Regions from separate parts of the Sus scrofa genome. Here region 2 is linked to region 1. A link is a contact called in public Hi-C data. All regions are on one chromosome and are shown on one strand. Each heading gives the region's core, a stretch centred on a gene start, on an enhancer-like site or on the middle of the called end of the contact. The rest is flanking DNA. Distances are from core to core; before and after follow the strand shown.

The links. A called contact is a pair of places that touch in the nucleus more often than the background predicts.
Region 2: a contact with region 1 is called in a Hi-C map of embryonic fibroblasts, with 4 times the contacts expected there. The contact joins two enhancer-like sites. A contact is called at or near these places in 1 of 47 Hi-C or Micro-C datasets (embryonic fibroblasts) and 1 of 2 datasets of contacts at active chromatin or transcription factors (alveolar macrophages).

What each region holds. Positions count from the first base shown.
Region 1 is chr14:2,169,502-2,176,634 of Sscrofa11.1, forward strand. No RefSeq gene overlaps it. Among named protein-coding and RNA genes, the nearest start is that of SYK, 69 kb to the left of the region's middle. Within about 2 kb of position 3,425, at least 7 of the 83 cell types and tissues checked have an H3K27ac peak or open chromatin away from gene starts, as enhancers often do. A contact at or near this core is called in embryonic fibroblasts, where this site is marked.
Region 2 is chr14:2,678,528-2,685,660 of Sscrofa11.1, forward strand. No RefSeq gene overlaps it. Among named protein-coding and RNA genes, the nearest start is that of NFIL3, 78 kb to the left of the region's middle. Within about 2 kb of position 3,329, at least 15 of the 83 cell types and tissues checked have an H3K27ac peak or open chromatin away from gene starts, as enhancers often do. A contact at or near this core is called in embryonic fibroblasts, where this site is marked.

The DNA.
Region 1 (7,133 bases), core at 2,175-4,674:
CCCAGGCTAGGCATCAAATCAGAGCTGCAGCTGCAGCCACAGCAACGCAGGATCCCAGCTACATCTGTGACCTACACCACAGCTCATAACAACACTGGATCCTTAACCCACTGAGGGGGGCCAGGAATCAAACCCTCACGGACGCTATGTTGGGTCCTTAACCCACTGTTAAGAGAACTCCTGGAGTTCCCGTTGTGGCGCAGTGGTTAACGAATCTGACCAGGAACCATGAGGTTGCGGGTTCGATCCCTGCCCTTGCTCAGTGGGTTAAGGATCCGGCATTGCCGTGAGCTGTGGTGTAGGTCGCAGATGCAGCTCGGATCCCGCGTTGCTGTGGCTCTGGTGTAGGCTGGTGGCTACAGCTCCGATTAGACCCCTAGTCTGGGAACCTCCATATGCCGCAGGAAATGACAAAAAGACAAAAAAAAAAAAAAAAAAAAAAAAGAGAGAGAGAGAGAGAACTCCCTCTTCAGGGATATTTTCTATCTTAAGTCTGAAAACAATGACCTTTTGAGATGGCTATGATGATTAACTCCTATTTTACAAACGGAAAGGCCATGGCTCAGAAAGGAGCATCAGCCAAGAGGCCAACCCAGACGTCTCTGTCTTATACCCCTGGCTCCCTGGCCTGACTGCACAGTAGAGTCAGCAGGAACCTTAAACAGACTGAAGCCCAGGCTCCCTTCCCAGAGCACGATTGCTTTGATTTGGAATAAGGACTGAGGGTGCCTGGGCATGGACAGTCTTTAAAAGTGCAACCTGTCCCCATTGTGTGACCCATCACTGGTGCTCCTGACCTAGGGGACTCAAAACCATGTGGGGTCCTAGAACAAGAAATTAAGGATCAGAGCTGCATCTGGGTTCCAGGAGGTTGGGTTTCTCCACTGGAGGCTTGTGGCGTTGACTGATGTTTTCTCAGATGGGTCGTTGAATGTTGCCAGGACAGTTCTCTGGGGAGCACCAGCAGTCCCCAAATGGCTCAGTGAAGACGGAAGGTCTTGAATTGTCTTGGTTGATAGGAATCTGACTTGGTGGTTTTGACTATTAAATCTCATCATTTTTCTGTGATTCGGATTCCAAGTTTTTCATGGAAGAACAGGGAAATCTTGAACATGGAGAGGTCAATGTCATGACCAGCCTGTCTGTGTGGACTCAGCAAATTGGGGAATGACATGGAACTGAAATGCCTCCTTTGCTTCCTCTCGGTCTGCAGAGTCTGATAAATAGGCCAAGGGAAGGCCTGAGAAGGCGTCAGAAGCTGTTGTCAGCCCAGGATGACTCAGAGGAACCTGTGAGGTCCGGGCTTCCTTCAGAAGAATCTGGGAGATCTCAGCCTCAAATGCCATGACCCTGTGTCCCTAGGTGACTTTCAGGATGACCAGCAAAAGACAACACCCAAGGTCTCTTTGGGTCTGGGCTGCTGCCTGAGTAATGACAACATTGAAAGCCCCTGGGTGAGTCTGATGTGCAGCCTTCAGAAGAAAGATGTTCCTTGGATGTTCAGGGTGCTGGGGGTACAGAAGCACCTCGAGTTCTATGGGGTCTGAATCTTGTCTAGTCCAGGATCTTTTGAAAGAGTAGATCATGTGAATATACTTGGAAGTTACAGAAGGGAGACCACAGGCTCATGCACTGTCATCAGAGGGGCTCCCAGGGCCTGAAGTCATAGCTCGGGTTCCCCAGGGGCCAGAATTCGTCCAGTGGGAAGTTTAAGGGCCTGGCAGCTTCATGAGGGCGGCTCGGGATGGGTGTCCATCCAGATGGGCTGTCCAGGTTTGTGTGAGTCTGGCCCACCTGGGACAGCTCTGCTGGGCCATGCGAGCCCCGAAAACTGCCATGCCCCTTCCTCTGGCCATTCCTGATGGATGTGAACTCTGCAGCCCTTGCTGACAAACACCGGCCCCCACACTCCATCAGAGTTGGCTTCCTGAAGGACTGCCTGCCTCGAGGTCCTCCAAAGAACCCAGTGCACACACGATTCATACCTGCATAACTGTGCTGCAGGGAGTGTGGACTGGTATGGGGTCAGAGGGCACATGCAGCTTAGATACTGGTAGCTGATGTCCGATTGTCCCCAGGACTCCACTGCATGTCGCCTTGCCTGTCCACTTCTGCTCACTCTGGCACTATGCCACTTCCCGAGGCCTGAGCCAGGAGAAGAGCCTGGGTTCCTGCTGCGCAGAGCCCCCATCCTTTGGGCCTACAAGGTTGTCAGCCTGTATCTCAAGCTGTGTGACAAGGCTCACGGGCACCAACGGCTGTCCTGGTTGAGGACCATGTCCACAAGGCCCATGGGCACCAGCTCTAGGTCCACCTGGGTGTGTGGGATGGCAGCTCTGTGCAGTGTCATGTTCGGGAGGGTACCCCCTCCCCTGGCAGATGGGTGATTCCTTCTGAAGCCAGCAAGTGACAACTCGGTCAGGTTGTGCTGGGCCCTGGGCACACTGTTATAATGACCTAATGAACTGGGGACAGGGTGGGGTGGGTGAAGGGCAGAATCACAGTCCCCAGGTGAGTGTTATTGCTGAAACCCTCAGGCGGAGGGGCCTGCTCTCAGGAATCTAACGGTGTAAACCTGACCCGCTGGATTGAGGCTACCCGTGCCAGGTCCATGCCCAGGGTAATTTTTTAGAGTTCTTTCCAAGTAAAAACCTTGCCACCTGACTCAGAGGGGGTTTATTTTATTGGGTTAAACCTCTTTTTTTAAAAAATTAAAATATAGTTGATTTCCAATGTTGTGCCAATTTCTGCTGTACAGCAAAGTCACCCAGTCATATATATATGTGTGTGATGAGAAAAAAAGTACATATATATACACATGTACATATATGCATATATACATCTTATCTTCTATCATGCCTCTCTTAAGAGGTAAGAGGGAAGAAAAAGACGGGAGAGACAAGAGGGATGACCATTGTGTCAAGTCTCTAGTTTAGGTGGCCTGACCCTGACTGTGGCAGGAAGGCAGCGGGTCCCCGGGGCCCCTCCCACGGACAAGGCTGATGCTTAGGGTGCCCTTTGCCTCTGGACAGGCGCTGTGTGCGGCCATTTCCCAAGTGTCCACTAGGTGGCAGCCTAACACCTGGGCATGAGCTCACCAGTCCTGCTGACAGTGACTGAGGTTCTGCTTATTTTCACAAAAGCCTGAAAGTCGCCAACTGGATGCAGTATTGGAAATCACATTTCGGCGTGTGTAAAAAGATGTAGCAAGTGATTTATTTTCGAAGTAAGTAGTTGGCAGCTGGCTACTCGATTCAGGGAAGCAATTTCTGATCTTTGCCATTAGGTATTGGCCAGCTGAGAGGAATTTAAATGTTTCTCTCTGTCCTCCTGTTAAAAGATCTGCCTGCCGTGGGCTCGTGCCCACTGGCTTGACCTTGAGGTGGGCTCATTGATCTGGATGCTGCATGTTTGAGCTGGAAGTGCCCCTCATCCAGGCTTGTTCATTTCCAGCCAACAGTCCTTGGGAAATGAAAGGCACATCACATATTCCTGGAGAAGGCCACCCAGACAACAAAAATACTCAAGCTGCTTAATTTGGGCTCAAATAGTCCAGGCTTTTCTTTCTTTCTTTCTTTCTTTTTTTGGCCGTGCCTGCGTCATGCGGGATTTCCAGATCCAGGGATAGAACCGGAGCCACAGCCGTGACAATGCTGGATCCTTAACCCTCTGAGCCACACAGGAACTCCGAGGTCCAGGCTTTTGATTAAGAGAACGACTGGAATCTATGAATTTACTACAGAGTCAACATGGTTTGGTTCTAAGGAGGTAGCACAGAGTATCTCTGATTTAATCCACCCTGTTTTACAGGGGAAGCAACTAGGTCCTCAAAATAGGTGTGGACTGAGCCATGGATCTCATAACCACTTGCTCGGAGCCCTCTCTGCTCCATTCCTCCTGGGTCATCGAGCCTCAGGAAGCAGAGGAAATTCCACTGCAGGGCTGAGCTGTCATGTCTGGATTCCCGGACACAGAGCAAAGCCAAAGAAGAGCCACCTCATCAACATGCCCCCAGATACTGGAAAAATGTCAAGTGACCGGTGACACTTCTAGGCTGGGAAAAAGAGATGCATTTCTGCATCTTTTCTCACCTCCTTCTAGTTAAGTGACAACTGACCCACAGGTAACACTACACAGAGGGTGTGGATTTTGACCCCGAATGAATGTGCTTTGTCCACCAGTTCCCCCTGCACTAGGGCTGACTGCTACAAAGTGTTTCCAGCGACTATGCTCAGGAGTTGAGTCCTAACCCTCTCACCACAGCGCCTCCAGGAAAGTTCCAGTCCACACCTGGGGAGATTTGGCTCGGGAAGTAAGCTTTTATATTCTGACCAGGGCATCACATTTTATCCCGTGTTTCTGCAGCATGAGAGGGTGAGGTTAGACTTGGAACTTAGGCACAGGCTGTGGAAGGGCTTGGAGAAGGAGAGGCAAGCTTTTACCACAGAGGGTGGAGGCTCCTCACACTTTACTTCCCAGGCATCTAAGGAGCCTAGCCCTGCGTGATGAGTCCAGCACCTGGGGGACAACTCCAGGACTGGGTTCCAAAGCGTAAGGGCAACTGCCACTGTGCTTTTGCCCGGGATTCCCAGGTTGGAGGGCCGAAGGGCTGTCAATCCACGTGGACCCTAATGGGGGTGCCCTGTGCCAGGGTCGGGGGCATGGCTATAACACAGGGCCAAGCATGGGCCTGGCCTCTTTGGATGGTCCAGGGGGAGTCACCAGACCACAGGCCCAGCACAGAGCCTGCTGCTGCCACACAAATACAGCCTGACCTGCTCCCACATGAGCAGAGCTGCCATTCACAGAGCAGGTGGTCAATATGCACTTGTTCCTATTTTGTCGTCTTTTGGTTTTGTTTTTAGGGCTGCACCCAAGGCATATGGAAGTTCCCTGGCTAGGGTTCGAATCAGAGCTACAGCTGCCAGCGTATGCCACAGCCACAGCCATGCCAGATCTGAGCTGCATCTGCAACCTACACCATAACTCACAGCAATGCAGGATTTTAACCCACTGAGCGAGGCCAGGGATCGAACCCACATCCTCATGGATACTAGTCAGGTTCTTAACCTGCTGAACCATGACGAGAACACCTGTTCCTGTTTTTACATGGCTGGATTCGGAGATTTTACTGTATGTGTTCTCTTTGCAACCACAGAGAGGATGATGAAATAAGATGTGTTCCCTCATCCCTTTCATCCCCTTAGCACTTGACTCAGCCCTTTACCCTCTAAGGCAAGTCCTTGACCATACAAACAGGAGCGCTACAGGAGGAAATCTTTTTCTGCAACGATCTTTGGCACGTGGATGGCTCCAAGGCATTTTAAGGCAATGACCCCCGCCTCCTGTGTTCTGCTCTGCAGAAGAGTCTGTGGCTGAATTCTTAGGGAAATCTGTGTTGATTGCCGTCCCCTCTTGGTGGTCCGAAATCATATAAGGATCATAGTAAATGAGGTAAATCAGCAAGAGAATGGCGAACACCATGCAGTCTCACTTAGATGTGAAAGCTAAAATATGACACAAATGAACTTATTCTCAAAACAGAAACACCCTCGCAGGCATAAAAAGCCAACTGATGGTTACCAAAGGGGGATACGGGAGGAGGAGAGAGAGTAATGAGGAGTTTGGGGTTAACAGATCCATAGGACTCCGTATCAAGTCGAGAAGCCACAAAGGTGAACTATATCCAATGTCTTGTGACCAACTGCAGTAGAAAAGAAAAAAGTTAAAAGCCCAAACTGAAAAATAAAATGAGATGCGCAGCACTCCTGCAGCACAGAAACCTGTTCACGTGACCCGGTGTGTGCCCCGGGGTCCTTGGCGGGAAGGCATCCTTCACGCCCGCCTGGCCCTGCTCACCCCGGCTCTGCCCGCCTGGCTCTGCCCGCTCTGGCCTCCCTCTCTGGCCTGTGCTCTCCCAACTGGAAAGTCACCCCACGCCTCTCTCCCCATAAATCTTTCCCTCCTTCCACTGCCGCCCGCCCACTCCCTCACATTCCCTCAGCTCTCACAGTGCCTGTAACACGATGTACCATCCAATTGGAGGCATGTGTTTTACGGACATTCGGCTGTAAGTCCTTTCAAGCAGGAGTCACGTTCTGTTCCTTCCTGAGCCTGGACCTGCGCCCTGAGATGGAGCTGAGCGCGCACCTAGCAGGGCGGCCAGCATCCCCCCGGCCGGCCGGCTGGACTTCTTCCCAGTGCTTTGTTGCTACGTGTACCCTCCTCCTGGGTAGCCTGGCTGTGTTTGATCCATAGTGCCTCTAACAGGGGAAGGAGGAAGGGATGAAAGGCAGAACCCCAACTCTCCAGGCCGTTTACCAGCTCCTAACCGTTTACTTGGCCACGGTGACTTATTTGTATATTTCCATTTTGAAGAGCCGAAAGAGACATTTCCATGCCATGTGTGTCTGTGTGTGTATCTACTGACGTGTATATGCCTATGAATATGTCTGCATATGTGTGTGTCTGTGTGCCTGTGTAAGTACACATCTGCCTGCATCCACGTGTGTCCATATATATACGTTTCTGTGTCTATTTTGTGTCTGTGTAATGTATGTTTATGTATGTGTGGTGTGTATGTCTCAGGTATCTGTGTTGTCTGTCTGTGGATGTTTTCGTGTGCCTGTGTGTGTCTCTGTTTGTAGTTTTGTGTCTGTCTCTCTGTCTCTAGATATATGTCTCTCTGTCTATAGATATTTGTGTATACCTGTGTGTGTGTCTGTTTAAGCTTTGTGTCTGTCTATCTGTCTGTAGATGTGTGTCTGTCTATAGATGTTTGTATATGCCTATGTGTGTGTCTGTTTTAGCTTTGTGTCTCTGTCTGTAGATGTGTGTCTGTGTGTCTGTGCGTGTCTGTCTGTAGATGTTTGCATATGCCTGTGTGTGTGTCTGTTTAAGCTTTGTGTCTCTGTCTGTAGATGTGTGTGTGTGTGTGTGTGTGTGTGTGTGTGTGTGTGCTGTCCACCAGCACATGAACCCGGGGTATAAACTCAGAGTTAGTCTAACCATCATCTGATACGGGTAACAGGAGTTTTCCAGGTGGCCCAAGTGTCCTTCAGTCCTGGCCACGGCTGTCACAGCCTCCCCCACCCGCTCTATCCTCCTGGGCTTCCTGCTGGGCCACGGGGTCC
Region 2 (7,133 bases), core at 2,079-4,578, 510 kb after region 1:
CAGGAACTCCAGTCTGACAGTTTTTTTGGGAAAGACCTTATTAGGCCTCCTGTTGTGAGATGATTCATGTGAGCAGCTATTATCTTTTCTGGTCAAGGTGGGAAGTTTTGTTCAATGGTTTCTTAACAATTTCATGAAAATTAACAAAAGGATTCATTACTGAGTGAACTGGTGAATATGGTTATAATGCTTATGTTTTATTTTGTCTGGAATGTTACTGGGTTTGATCTGTGCTTTCCAGATACAGGCACGTTCTTCCTCTCAAGCTGCTTATGACTTAGAGCAATTTGAGAAATTACCCTTCTGGTCAGAACTGAAATATTCTTCTTCTCTCTCTGCCTCGTTCCTCCAGAAACTGGAGACCCTTGAGTTCTGAGCAGTTTTATCAGGTGAATGGGAAAGATTATCTCCTGGCGTGTGCAGGAATCTTGATATTTGAGGGGCTTTTAGAAAAGCGAAATCCACCAACGCAGAATTGGCTGGCAGGCTGTTGGCATGGATTTCTTGGGAGCCTTTTGGGAATTTAGTGTGAGACTCCATCTGAGGAATGACACCTGAGTGAATGTGGAGGAGCCTATGTGGTCCATGGAGCAGACTTATTTTGGAAACAAATTAGCCTTGGTTTGGCTGGGTTCAGTGGAGTTGAAGGCAATTTTAGAGAAAAAGTTTATGCTTCAACAGACGTGAAATTCTAGTTCTGTTCATTGAAGTCTGCACTTATGAAAATTATTGTGTTAGCCACACTTTTGCCCTGATGTTCAGAAGGAAAAGAAGACCATCTGGTAGAATTACCACGGAGTAAATACTCATGACGCATCACTGCTTGTTTTCGGTCCACAGCTAAAAGCACATGGACAATGCTAGTGAGACAATTGAGTATAAGTGATAAAATGTATGGCCTATACAGTATTTCTCTATCCATATAACTCTGAGCCTACTCATGAGATCTGATTAGTTTTCCCCCCTATGTGAATGACTAGGTGAATATAAAAATGGCCTAGCATCACAGGACATCTTCTGAATCTAGGGTAGAAGCCAGCATCCCAGTATCAAGGGACAAATACTTTGATCATGAGTATTTTCTATTGAAAGATTTGCAACCAAAAGGGGAAATGATGGGGAGTTCCCTTCGCAGCTCAGTGGTAAAGAACCTGACTCGCATGCATGAAGACATGGGTTCCATCCTGGTCCTTCTCAGTGTGTTAAGGATCCAGTGTTGCCTTGAGCTGCAGTGTAGGTTGCAGATGTTGCTCGGATCCCATGTTGCTGTGGCTGTGGCGTAGGTGGCAGCTGCAGCTCCAATTCAACCCCTAGTCTTGGAACTTCCATTTGCCATGGGTATGGCCCTAAAAAGACAAAAAGGCAGGGGGATGATGGAGAAATCTGTAGTATTGAGGTATGGGGAAGTTACCACCAGGAACAGAGAAGCCCCCACAGAGGATGGCAGGAGGGGAGATGGGGTGAGTCTGGTTCTTGTTGAAATCTCGAGCTGCTGCACCAACCTGGGAATGTCTCCAGACTTCTTGGTGTACCAGACAGTTATGTCCTGTTTTTTAAAGGTTGCTGCTCAAAGTGTGGCCCATAGGCCGGCAGTAACAACACTACCTGGAGCTGGCTGGAGATTCAGGATCAGGGGTCCGCTAAGACCTGCTGGTCCATTTCTGCATTTTAACCTGATGACTTAATAAGCAGCTTCTACTGGCCTAAACCCTTTAGAGTATTCTGTAACTTGCAACTAGGAGCACCCAGCTGACACAGATGTGGTTCAGCAACCTGTGTGTCTACCTGCCTGTACCATAGTAGCTCCCCCTGGTATATTGTTGGGAGAGTCTACCCTTTAAATTCTTAGAAGCGCCTTCAAACTAACTGCACGATGCTCTCTGAACCTGTTTCCTTAGATGAAAAAAACTTTTCATCAATATGTCATACACCTGAAGATTACAACATCAGAAGGGAAGGAGGTTTGCAGGAAAGTTTGATGTAGCCTTAAATTAAGCAGGAGATTTCTCTAGGGCTGACAGTGCTGATTTGTTATGATTCCATAGGTTACTTTGCTTTTATTTTCCTTCTCACTTCTTTTTTCTTTTCTTGGTTTTTTTCTTCTTCTTCTTCTTCTTCTTCTTCTTCTTCTTTTTAGGGCCACACCCGGGGCATATGGAGGTTCTCAGGCTAGGGATCAAATCAGAGCTAATGAGCTGCATCTATGACCTACACCACAAACGACAGCAACGTCAGATCCTTAGCCCACTGAGCGAGGCCAGGGATCAAACCCAAGTCCATCGTGGATACTAGTTGGATTTGTTTCCACTGAACCATGACGGGAAATCCTCTAAGTGCTACATTTTAATAGAGCATCAAAGAGAAAAAGAACTGTCTTAAAATAATCATGATAGTAAGTTGGCAGAGTAATAGGAATAGAAATATTTGGATACTACTTTTTTCCCATTTTAATTCATTTTAGTACACTTTAAAGTAATTGGATAGACATTAATGGATAACTTCATAATGTTTGTGTTTGTGTGTGCTGGAAAATGCTTTTAATAGATGATACATTTAAATAAGCAATGCTAAGCATCATCTAGTATAACCTAATTACTGGCTTTTTGCATCAGAAAAAAAAAAAAAAAACCCTAGTAAATGTAGAGAAATTCAAGATGTTTTCTCAGTTCCCAGAACATAATTTTCTATCATGGGAATTATTTTGACAGTATTAGCAAATGGGAGCTTTTTTCCCTCTTGCTTTTGGACATGAAACCGGACCTTTTGGCCCTTCTACAAGTGATTATTAATCTTTCCAGATTTCCACTATTTAAAAAGCTCTATAAAGAAGTTCTGTGGAACACAACACTGTAACCGAACCCAGTTTGAAGACAGATGACTAATTTCCGAAACTATTTCTGGATTTTCCCTCTTACTACTTGTAGCCTCAAACAGCTCCCACAGAAAATTTCACTGTGAAGTTCTCTTCCCTCCCGTCCCAGCCCCCTCTTCCCTTGAGAGGTAGAAAGTGGAAGGTTAATAATGGAATTTTTAAAAAATGATTCCACTGGGCCCGGCCTGCTATTCACTAGCAAGGAATGTGGTTGTGCTTATATGGCCGAGGTTAGTCTAAAAGAATTTTCATAAACCACCAATCGCATTACATCAATGCATCATCTGAAATCCCATGGTGATTTTCCTAAACATAACTAGCTCACTGGCTTCACACATATTATCTCTTCTTGTCATTGCAAAAAATTCTCTAAATGTTTATATTCTTACAGGGCTGTGCTAAAATGGCCAGTTAGCTAATGTGGAACCTTAAGGGGAAAGTATTGCATAACCCACCAAGAAATAAGGCTGGGATGGAAATATAGCCATCAAGCTCAACTGTCAGAATATCATGCCTCCCTAAAACCTGCATCCAATACAAGGCATCTCATTAACTCCTTTGTCTCTCTTTCTCTATGATTGGGGCAGGATGGGTGGGGAAGACTTTGGTATGGAAAGGGCAGGGGTTGGAAACGACAGGTCGCAGTAGAGGGACTTGGAGAGACCCATTTCTCTTTCCAAAACACCGTGTGACAAAACTGCCCTCCACCCCCAGCCCTGGCCTCTCTTCTAAGTTCCAGATGCAAACATCCAGCTGCTTCCAGGGCATCGCCACAGGGGTCTCCCTCGGGCACTTTACGAGGGCTTGGCTCTGCCCTGGGCTACAGGTCACCAGCCAGAACCCCTGAGGACCACCCCGTTTGTCGCCACGCTGTCCCCTTAGCACAGGGCCCAGGGGTGGACATGTGAGGTCGCCAGTCTGCCCATTATAGCGGGACTCGCAGTGCCCCAACCATCACCACAGAAGCTGAACAAGGGATCCGACCTGAGGATGGAGGAGAAAGGCAGTAATTACACAGAGGATGATATGCTTGGGAGAAGCATTTAACTCTGAGTGCTAAAAGGACTATCTGAGCATCCAGGGGGAAAGTCTAAAAACCCCAAACACCAGAGTTCCCTTTGTGGCTCAACGGTTAACAAGCCCAACTAGTATCCATGAGGATGTGGATTCGATCCCTGGCCTTGCTCAGTGGGTTCAGGATCCGGTATTGCTGTGAGCAGACGTGGCTCGGATCTCGAGTGGCTGTGGTGGTGGTGGAGGCGGGTGGCTACAGCTCCGATTGGACCCCTAGCCTGGGAACCTCCATATGCTGCGGGTGCAGGTTTCAAAAGACAAAAAAAAAAAAAAAAAAAAAAAAAAAAAAAAAAAAAACCCAGAAAAACAAAAAACAAAAACCCCAAACTCCTCCCCATGGTGCTTTGCATGCACAGCGCAAAGCCTTTTCCCTGCCCACTTCGAGCTGCAAAGGTGTGACTCCCAGCATCTCAGGGAAGCCCACCCGGACTGCTCTTCCTGTTACTGCCTCTCCAGCCCCCTCCAGGGTCTGAGTTCTGGCCACTCTGTGTTCCTTGTTGTTTCTCCAAATGCTGCAAGCTGTTCTATCCTCCCTGCCATCATGCTTATTATTTTTCTTGGACTTCCTTCATCTTTTAGCTACTCTGTCTGACTTCTTCCAAATCCCTCTAGTCCTTGTCTTAAGCATCCCCTTCCCTGAAACCTCAGCTGAGTTAGAGGAATAGCAGTATCAGTAAGGGTGCTGCACTGGACCCTGTAACACAGGACCCGTCTCTTTTTCTCATGCACTTCCTCTAACTCAGAGGCTTTGCATCCTCAGTGCTTGGCACAGCACTTGGCACATACTGTTTCATCAATAGTTTTTGGGAAAATGAATGCTGTAAAGAATAGCATGCTTGTGTCCAAGACCTGGGATCAATGTCCTGCTTTGCTATTTGCAGGTGTGTGTTTTTGCTGAGCTAGTTTAATTTCCCTAACTTCAGTCCTCTTGTCCATAAAATGGAGATAATGATAAATTTCCTTTCTTACTCTAGTGAGGATTAGCATCAAAATAAGAGAGTTCATGTCAAACTCAGAAGTCTTATCCAAATATAAGCTTTTATTTTCCCTTAGGCAGCACCTGCAACACATGGACTTTCCCAGGGTAGAGAACAAATCAGTGCTGTAGCTTTTGGAAACTCTTGAGTCTTTTGTTTTTTCGTTGTTTTGTTTTGTTTTGTTTTGTTTTTTTGTCTTCATGGGGCCATACCCTCAGCATACAGAAGTTTCCAGGCTAAGGGTTAAATCGGAGCTGCATCTGAGGCCTGTGCCTCAACTACAGCAACAGCAACCTCGGATCCGAGCCTCACCAGTGACCTACACCACAGCTTTCGGCAACGCTGGATCCCTAACTCACTGAGCAAGGCCAGGGATTGAACCCTCATCCTCATGGCTACTAGTCAGGTTTGTAACCCACTGAGCCACAATGGGAACTCCAACGCTGGGTCCTTTAACCCACTGACCAAGGCCAGGGGTGGAACCTGCATCCTCACAAAGACAATGTCAGGTCCTTAACCTACTGAGCCACAATAGGAACTCCCAGATACAAGATTTTCAAAAAGGAAAAGAGAAAATAAGAAGAAAAAGAACAGCCAAAATTTGCGTAACTTATACAAGGTGATGGGCACTGTTCATTTCATCCCTGTAGCCATTTCTGAACAGAGGCTACATCATTTGCCCGGGACATGGACATCAAGCTAGGATGCACCAGGCCGTTTGGATCCAGAGTATGCATGCTTAAACGCCCACTACGGTAATAATGATTAACGCTAATACTGACTGCAAGTTTTCTATATGCTGAACTCCACAAGGAGCATTTTATAAATATTCTTCTGTCCTATATTCTCGGCAGCTCTACCAGTGCACCCATTGAGCAGATGAGAAAACGGAGAAAGTGAGGTGTTGTCACTCAACCATGGGATGAGGCTGCTGTCCTGACCCAAGGCCCATACACAGAGCCCACGTTAAGCTGGGGAGGGGACACAGGAGGGTTGAACACGAGGGCCACAGCACCCAGGCCTGAGGATCCACGGAGGAAGCTGAGTTAGGGGTCAAGGATGACGCTGACCATGAGGCAGCTTTGACGCTAAACTCAAAGCCTTTGATGGTTTTCGAGCCTCTGCGGGAAAAGGAGGATGTGAAACAAAGGGCTAAAGCTGAGGATTGTTGGGAAATAAGTGGGCTGGCAAGTTCCTCTTGAGTTTAGAGGAAGAGCCTTAGGCAGTCAGGCAGAGCCAGGGAAGGTTCGGAAGCGCCAGGCTGTAAATGGGGTCCCCTGGGAACGTCTCTCATCTGTAAAGAGCCCATGCTTCTCTTTCCTCACGTTGGGTTAACATTCTGATGTGCTCAGTGGGGTGTTCGTGACAGATTGAGGTTAGGAGTTTTTGGTGGGAATACCACAGACGTAAAATGCTGAGCTGGTCTCAGCTCATCAGATCAGAGGCGCCTGAAGTCAGTCTGTCCCACTATTGCTGCAGTTGACTTTGATCGCCCAGTGAAGGTGGGGTGGGCCAGGCCTCCCTGCTCTGAAGCTACTGTTTTCTCCTTTGTAATCAACAAGCATTTGGTGGGGGAGTTTCCATCGTGGCTCGGTGGTCATGAACCATGCGGGTCTGGTCCCTGGCCTTGCTCAGTGGCTTAAGGATCCGGCTTTGCTGTGAGCTGTGGTGTAGGTCACAGACACAGCTCAGACGCCAAGTTGCTGTGGCTGTAGCCGAGGCTGGCAGCCACAGCTCCTATTCGACCCCTAGCCTGAGAAATTCCATATGCTGTGGGCACGGCCCTAAAGAGACAGAAAAAAAAAAACAAACATGGGAAAGTGTGTCAAGATGATGGATTTAATCCTGTTCGCTCATCACACTCGCATTCACTAGTTCTTGCGTTGATTGGTGGTTGTCTGGATCCATTATTACCGTGGTCATTGCCGAAAGGTGACTTTTTAATTCATTCATTCTTTTTTTTTTTTTTTGTCTTTTGTCTTTTGTCTTGTTGTTGTTGTTGTTGTTGTTGCTATTTCTTGGGCCGCTCCCGCGGCATATGGAGGTTGCCAGGCTAGGGGTCTAATCGGAGCTGTAGCCACCGGCCTACGCCAGAGCCACAGCAACACGGGATCCGAGCTGCGTCTGCAACCCACACCACAGCTCACGGCAACGCCGGATCGTTAACCCACTGAGCAAGGGCAGGGACCGAACCCGCAACCTCATGGTTC